Linked DNA regions of Sus scrofa: all the other regions are linked to region 1. Evidence: chromatin contacts called from public targeted proximity ligation data. All regions are on one chromosome and are shown on one strand. The core of a region is the stretch at or near the end of the contact, and the rest is flanking DNA. Distances in the headings are between cores, read along the strand shown. Region 1 overlaps FOSL2 (FOS like 2, AP-1 transcription factor subunit). Region 2 overlaps RBKS (ribokinase). Region 3 overlaps MRPL33 (39S ribosomal protein L33, mitochondrial).

Region 1 (2,700 bases), core at 183-2,682:
CCGCCCCGTCCTGGAAGGGCTTCTTCCCCTCCTTAAAATGCGGGTAAAAGCCAAAAAGCTGGTGAGCCATTTACTCAAGCCTGACCGCGATCCTTGCCCTTGACCTCTAGCTGTCCCCTGAAGAGGAGGAGAAGCGTCGAATCCGGAGGGAGAGGAACAAGTTGGCCGCAGCCAAGTGCCGGAACCGTCGCCGGGAGCTGACGGAGAAGCTGCAGGCGGTGAGGCGCTCTGCTCGGGGTGGCCACCGAGCAGGGACCCCGGGGCTCCTGGCCCTTCCCGTTCCTTGCCCTGGTGACCTACGTATGAGTCCATGCACACAGACCCATTCCTTCCTTTGAGCACACGGGTCAGCCCTGCCCTGATTAAAGGGGTGTCGGGGGTGTGGCCTTGAGTACCAGCCTCAGCCCCTTTCTCCCTCAGCGCCCAAGACCTGCTGGGACTCCTGGGTGAGGGATGGCAGAGGCTGCCAGTCTTACTGGGCCCTGGGAGCCCGGGCAGGCCCAGACCTGCCCCCTCCAGGGCACCTTGCCCAGATTCCAGCTGCCCCCCATGCCCGCTGCAGCAGGAGCGGTCCAGCCTAGCTTTAGCATCTTGTCTGGGCAGCAGAGACACCTGCTGTCTGGGGTCCTTCACCTCTGCAGCGGTCTTGACGCTCTCTGGGTCTCATGGGAATGGGTCACGTGCAGCTGAGCTGTACTCTCTCGGGGTTTTCTCATCTCCTTTGTGGGCAGGAGGGTTCCCCGCCTCTGTTGTGAGCCTGAAGCTGTCACTTTGGTACCTCATTCTGCCTTTGTGAGTCATTCTTTCTCCCCGGCTGCCTAATTGCCCACACCTGGGGGCCCGTGGCCCTGCGTGTCCCTCGCAAATGCTTGACCCGATCAGCGTCTCATAACCTCCCTCCAGAGCCCAGCTCTACGGGATGGGCCGTGGGCCATGGGGAGGAAGTCCAAAGCCAGGACTGGCTCTCCCCGGGGTGGAACCATTTTCAAAAGGAGAAGCGAGAGACTCTGTCGGTGGTCCTTACCGTGACCAGCCAGGCCGGTGCTCTGGAGCTCCCCATTACCTGGCATGTCCCATTACTTCATTTACTCCTCCCAGGTACCATCCACCTGCCTCTGCTCCGCTGTGTCCACCGCAGAGCCCCTGCTCTTGGGTCTTGAACCTGCGCTGCGTGAATTCCATGGCACCTGTAGTCATGTGCCCTGGAGGTGTTTATAGAATCGGGAGGATGGTTGGGGGGGGGATTCTCTGATGCCAGGTGAGGTGGATCCCTTAGTGACCAGCACTCCACGAGGAGACCCCCTCCGGAGCCCACCCTGTCACTGACCTTTCAGGGACCATGCGCCCTGGGTCTACCTGGGCCCTCCTCCCACCAGCCCCAGAAGAGTCTGCCCTCCGAGGCCCCTATGCTTTCCTTTCCTCTCTCCCCCGAGAGCCTCACACCCTCACTCCCCCGCCTCCCCACGACCCAGCCACCAGGCCCGTGAGCCACATCCTCTACAGGAAACCTCTCATAAGCTCATGACGTTCATCAGACCCTTGCGATAGATGGAAACTTTTTTTTTTTAACTCCGGAATATGCTGTGCTCTGCGTAGCGAAGCTCTGGCCCATCATGCTGCCTGGTTCTCAAAGAGGAATCTGTGTTAGGGAAAGGTGGCGAAGAGGCTGGTGTGACACACATGCCTTTTCGTCTTCCGTCACTACCGCCTCCACGTGCATTTGCTGCTTCTCTGGCTTTGTGTGACAGGAGGGGCTGCGGTCCTTGCAGTGGGTCCCTGCCATCCTCACAGGCCTGCTCAGGCTGTCCGGGGTCTCCTCTGTTCAAGCGCAGGGGCTGAACTGGATGTTTGCCCAGGGTTCTGTGAGTCCTGAAACATATGCTTTTTACTGGGAGCCAAAAAGGGAAGAGGAGCTAGAATATGATCCAAAGGGGATGAAGTGAGCACTTCCTACAAGCCAGGCGCTGTCCGGGGCTCATGTGCGCAGGCAGAAACCTCCACGGCCACGTGGCTTAGAGCTTAGTGTCTCTGTGTCCAGAGTGAGCTACAAGAAGGGGGTGGGGCAGCTGCATGCCTTCCCCTCAGATCTCACTATTACTCACCCCTCTGGGGTCCCAGGGGGCAGTCCTGCCACCAAGGCAGAAAGTGTAGTGGCATGTCGACTCTGGAGTCAGCCACACTGGGGTCAGATCTGGGCAACCCTACTTGCTTGCTCTGTGACATTGGGCAAATGATTAAACCTCTTGGAAACTCAGTTTCCTGATCTGCAGAATGGGTTGCTGATAACACCTGCTTCAAAAAACTGCTACATTGAATGAGAGAATGCCTGTGAAATGCTTCACACAGTGCCTGGCACAGAGGAAGTGCCCGGTCATGGCAGCTACAATGGCTAATTCACCCTTCCTCTAAGCTGACTTTCCTTTTTTTTCTCAAACTGTTACTCCTTTGGCAAGTAAAGGAACCTTGAAGCTGCAGGTGACTCCGAAGCAGTGGGCTGTGAGCGGGTCCTCTGAGGTTCTGGTCGGTTTTACCCTTTTCACCTGGGTTTGACACCCCCCAGCCCACCCCCTGCTGTCCCTCACCCACCCCTCTTCCCCTGCAGGAGACAGAGGAGCTGGAGGAAGAGAAGTCGGGGCTGCAGAAGGAGATTGCCGAGCTGCAGAAGGAGAAGGAGAAGCTGGAGTTCATGCTGGTGGCCCA
Region 2 (2,700 bases), core at 96-2,595, 570 kb before region 1:
CCAGCAGCCATGTCCTTATGTCACGTCCTCTCCAGTACAGCCCTGGTTTGACAGTGGCCAGCCTGCCTGAAGAACCTGTGAGGGTCTACGGTCAACCTGGGGTCTGGCCCTGCTCTGGCAGCCTAGGAGTGGGCAGGCCACGGGCCCTGGCCCCTCTTCAGGGGCAGGGCTGGGCAGTACTCACTGCCCTCTGTCACGGCCCTCACTGCTCTTCTGTCTGCCTGGCCACACAGAATGGCCCGGGGAGACTTAAAACTGGTTAAATACCTCATTCTGCCCCAAATGTTTGTGGTGTATTAATTTATTCTACAATTTAAAGAATTCCATTATGAATGAAAGAGAAATAGAATCCCGAGTATGAGCTAAAACTGGAATTAAAAAGGCCCATTCTTCCGGCACTATTAATGGACGCTTTGTTTATAAATAACGTTATATATTGGTGAATAAATGGCACTTAAAACTCAAATGTCTGTTAGTGATTCACAGGGTTCCGAAGACTGCCCTTCCCTTCTGTGGTCAGCGATCTTTTTTCTCTGTGACTCCACTATTCTAGACAGAAAACAGTTAAGCCAATATGATTTAGTACCTCACAAAAGATGCCGCTAAAACATTTTCTGCCAAATGTTCATCTTTGAAACAGCTGCTTTTTTATTTCCGCGAGAGGTACTTGAAATAAGATCATTGTTCTCTGTGAAAACTGCAGGCTAAATAACATAGGGCTATCAGATTATTAAATAGCAAAGGCATCTGATAACATTAGCACCAACCACAGGTCCCGCTTCTGCTGATGCACAACGTTTTGAGTAATTAGTCATTGCACAATATTGTATTTATATCCTTTTTTTGCTTGAGCTGTTAGGCCACAAAATCAGCAGGCAGTTGCTGTTATAAAAGGGTTCTCTGGGTTATTTTTAAAGTTTCTGCTTCCTTACAGTTGCTGTTTCACTCTTGGGTCTGGGGCCAGGTCTACACTGGGAAAACGAGGGCAGGAACTGAGCAATTGTTCTGCGAATCTAACTGCTGAAAGCTGGTGTGGATGTGGGTGCCTGGGCTGGAATATCTGGTGTTTTTTGTCCACACAACCCCAATCCGTCACATACTGGCTGACTCGTCCCTTCATTGGGGGACAGCGTGTGGTTTCACGAAGGCTGTGTTTCTCTCAGGGGTAAGCCAGTGTCTAGAGCACAGGCCACAGTGGGGGATATCTGAACTAGCATTATGTGGCAAGAGTTTCCTTCAAATGTTATTTACTTTAAATGAAGGATAAGTTTCTGCTCCAGATGTTTCTCTGCGGCAGAGATGAGTGATTTCCCTGGAATGGGGGTGGCAGGCAGCAGGCACGCCCCATCGAAGGGCACGCAGGAGTCACCAGAGCATTGCATTTCATTTTCTTTTTTGGTAAATGACACAGGTGTCTTCCTGTGCCATCTGCAGAGAATCACTGATGATATGAACTGCTTCTCATGGGAGCAGGTCTTAGCTCTTAGGTGAGTCAGGGCTCCAAGAAATGCTGAGAACCATGGAGGCCGCTCGGATGATCTATTTGTTTTGACTGTGAAATAAACATCTTAGTTCTCCCCTCATTTTTTTTTTTTTTTTTTTTAAGGAAGTGAATTGCTGTTATGTTCTCTGAATTCTTTTTTTTTTTTTTTTTTTTGTCTTTTTGCTATTTCTTTGGGCCGCTCCCGCGGCATATGGAGGTTCCCAGGCTAGGGGTCGAATCGGAGCTGTAGCCACCGGCCTACGCCAGAGCCACAGCAACGCAGGATCCGAGCCGCGTCTGTAACCTACACCACAGGTCACGGCAACGCCGGATCGTTAACCCACTGAGCAAGGGCAGGGACCGAACCCGCAACCTCATGGTTCCTAGTCGGATTCGTTAACCACTGTGCCACGACGGGAACTCCCTGTCCTCTGAAATCTTAACCCACTTCTCCACATCCCCATTGGCCTAGTCCAGGCTGTCATAATCTCTCAGATCAATGCAACAGTCCTTGCCTCCAGTATGGTAAGCTCCAATTTATTCGCCACACAGCAGCCACTGTTCGTCTTTTTATAAAGTACAAATCTCATCAAATCTCTCCCTTCTTAACCTCTGTCAGTGGCTCCCCAGTGCCCGCAGGAGAAAGTGCAGATGCCTGTGGCGAGCGAAGCCCTCGCGACCCATCTGTGTTGCAGCTTTACCTCCTGACACTGAGCTCTGCTCCTGTGCATGATGCTCTTTCCAATGAGAACGACATGAAAAGGCAGAAACAGGACCTGGTCTCTGGCCTTTTCATGAGCTGCTGCCTCTGCCTGGGTTCTTCTTCACCAGGGTGAAGCCTCACCTTCAACTCACCCCCTCTCCTGGCCTCTCCATGCTGGTTCCCTGGGCTCTGGGGCCAGGCCGGCCGCTCAGCTCCACTCCCACGGCTCCTCACCACCACGGCACTGCTCATTCTTTTTTTTTTTTGTCTTTCCAGGGCCACACCTGCGGCATATGGAGGTTCCCAGGCTAGGGGTCTAATCGGAGCTGTAGCTGCCAGCCTACACCAGAGCCACAGCAACGCGGGATCTGAGCCGAGTCTGCAACCTACACCACCGCTCACGGCAACGTCGGATCATTAACCCACTGAGCAAGGCTAGGGATCGAACCCGCAACCTCATGGTTCCTAGTCGGATTCGTTTCTGCTGCGCCACGACGGGGACTCGGGCACTGCT
Region 3 (2,700 bases), core at 19-2,518, 610 kb before region 1:
GGAAAATGCGAACATTCAGACCATAGCAACATGATGCTGATTGGTGTGGTGGTTTTCTCCCTCTGGTTTCTTTATATAAGTTGGTAAAAACCCAAAGGAATGGACTTTACACTGAAGTAGTTGTTTTCCTAGCCTTTTAGCTCCTTTTGAGTTTTTTAGGAACTTGTACAATGTTCATAAATGTTGATTGAACAACTTTCTGTGATGTTTTAAGTGGGAAAATGTATTGGAATTTTCATTCTTAGTAGGGAGGTATTAGGAATTTATTTTGTCGGATTGATTTTAATCTTTGAGACTGGGAAATGATACTGCCATAAGCAGTTCTGACTCTGAGTTGAAGTGAAGAAAAGATTCGTATATAAATTTCAAACAGATGATTACAACTTTTACTTAGATAAGGAATGGTTGGAGCCTTGACAGCACAACTTTGTCTGTTCTGAAGAAGGGAATGTTCTGGGATAGCGGACTGGCTCGCTGCCCACCTGCCGAATGCCCCGTGGGCTCACGTGATGGTGTCTGCCTTGCCGCCTGCCCCATTGCTCAGGGTACCAAATACTTGGCAGTCCTCCCAGCATATTTTACTGCAATGAGTAAATGGTTAGTTTAAGGGTGATGTTTTGTTTGTCTGGTTTTTGAAGGAAATCAAGCAGGGAAACATGAAAAAAAGTCCCAATTATTTGAGTACTTCATGGTATAATCGATGGCTAGAGCCAGCCTGTGTCCTTTCAGACTCTTTTCCTCATATGACTCTAGATGCAAGTTTGCAAGGAAGAAGGATTAAAGGCCGAGTTAGAAGCTTATTGAACTTTGTTAAATATATGAAGCTTTATTATAAAGAAAATGAAAACTTGTCAGTTTTAATTCCTTGGTTGACTAAACAAGACAGTATAGCCTTTAATGGAAGCAGAATAGATTTAGGTTAGATGTAGGGAAAGAACTTGACAGATTCATTCTTCTATGAATTAAGTAGCAAATATTTTGACAGAAAATTAATTTATGTTTATGATTGTGGATAGCAGTGTGTCATTTCAACTCAGCGAACACATATTGAGTGTTCACTGTATGTCTGGCAACCCTGTGAGGGAGATGGAGTTAGCCTCTCACAGGAAGAAAACTTAGGAAAAGTATTTTCAGAAATTTGCCCAAGGACTCACAGTAGATAAATGGTGGAGCCAAGGCTTGAACCCAGTTTTTCTGACTCCAGGCCTATTTTTTTCTATCATATGGTGCCAAATGAGTCTCCCTTTTAGGCCCTTCCCCTGTGGTTGACACTGTCATTCTTACTTCCTACCACAATTTCTTTTTTTTCCTTTTTAAGCAATGGAAGTTCCTGCGGCACATGGAGGTTCCCAGGCCAAGGGTCCAATCGGAGCTGTAGCCGCTGGCCCACGCCACAGTCACGCAGGATCCGAGCCACATTGGCGACCTACACCACAGCTTCTGGCAACACCGGACTTAACCTACTGAGTGGGGCCAGGGATCAAACCTGCATCCTCATGGATACTAGTCACCTTGTTTCCTCTGAGCCGTGATAGAAATGCCCTACCGCAATTTCTCTACACCAGATAGCCTTTTCTGTTGTGGTTCATCCAATTGCTGCTGCTGCTGCTTTTTTTTTTTTTTTTTTTTTAATTTTATTTTTTTTGCTGCTGCTTCTTCAGACTTAATTTTACCCTCTCTATGAGGTGTTTCCCTCACTATTCCAGTGCCCTTTGATCTTTAGGTTCCTGTGGGGCTTACTGGACATTTATACAGGCCCCTCATGATAAACTGATATTAAATCAGGGACTCTTCTTATGCTTTTGTAAATTCTACTTTGTCTAGCACCATTCTGTGGACTTAAATATTCTTTCAGTTAAGGGAAGTGAATCAGAAAATTTTCATGAATAAAGCCTGGCTTTACTAATCTTCATCAGTTACCCCTGTCATTTAAATTATGTCCTAATTGGCTGTCAATGAGACAAGTTCCTATTTTTTAATCTATTTTTTAGTTCCATGTAGAAAAACATGGAGGAAATATTTCTTGCCATGACTAACATTGTGTTATGGGAAAATATTTTGGTTCTTTATGCTGTTTTTTTTTTTTTTTTTTTTTTTTTGTCTTTTTAGGGCTGCACTTGTGGCATATGGAGGTTCCCAGGCTAGGAGTCTAATCAGAACTGTAGCTGCTGGCCTACACCACAGTCACAGCAACGCCAGATCCAAGCCACATCTGTGACCTACACCACAGCTCACGGTAACGCTGGATCCTTAACCAACTGAGAAGTGGGGCCAGGGATTGAACCCAAAACCTCATGGTTCCTAGTTGGATTCGTTTCCACTGCACCATGACAGGAACTCCTATGCTGTCTTGTGGTCTTCCTTGGATTTTGAAGGAGCATCAGCCCTACTTATATTTAATGTCAGATGATTTGAAATATATTAAAATTATACCTATTTTATTATAAAGTAATAAAATTGATTTTTATTTTGTAGATATAATTCTGTTCCCTGGATAATAGTTACTAAATTCAGCTACCCATCAGACTCCTCTGAGGGTTTTAAAAGATACAGACTTCCAGTCTTACTCTAGATCTGCAAACCAGAGTTGGAGGCTAGAGGTGGAGGCAGAGGTGGAGGCAGGAAGTAGGAAAGTATTTAAATAAGCTGCCTAGCTAATTCTTTTTTTTAATTTAGAATATTTTATTTTATTTATTTTTG

Evidence for each region.
Region 2: a contact with region 1 is called in a targeted proximity ligation map of alveolar macrophages. A contact is called at or near these places in 2 of 47 Hi-C or Micro-C datasets (embryonic fibroblasts and mesenchymal stem cells) and 1 of 2 datasets of targeted methods (alveolar macrophages).
Region 3: a targeted proximity ligation map of alveolar macrophages shows a contact between it and region 1. A contact is called at or near these places in 1 of 5 promoter capture datasets (fetal skeletal muscle), 1 of 47 Hi-C or Micro-C datasets (embryonic fibroblasts) and 2 of 2 datasets of targeted methods (alveolar macrophages and skeletal muscle).

What each region holds. Positions count from the first base shown.
Region 1 is chr3:110,825,358-110,828,057 of Sscrofa11.1, reverse strand. FOSL2 (FOS like 2, AP-1 transcription factor subunit) reads left to right here. Exons shown (of 4, transcript NM_001315740.1): 3 at 111-218; 4 at 2,603-2,700. Among named protein-coding and RNA genes, the nearest start is that of FOSL2, 16 kb to the left of the region's middle.
Region 2 is chr3:111,399,841-111,402,540 of Sscrofa11.1, reverse strand. All of the region lies in intron 7 of RBKS (ribokinase), which reads right to left. Among named protein-coding and RNA genes, the nearest start is that of TRNAE-UUC, 13 kb to the left of the region's middle.
Region 3 is chr3:111,430,294-111,432,993 of Sscrofa11.1, reverse strand. The region is part of intron 3 of MRPL33 (39S ribosomal protein L33, mitochondrial); the gene reads left to right. Among named protein-coding and RNA genes, the nearest start is that of MRPL33, 7.1 kb to the left of the region's middle.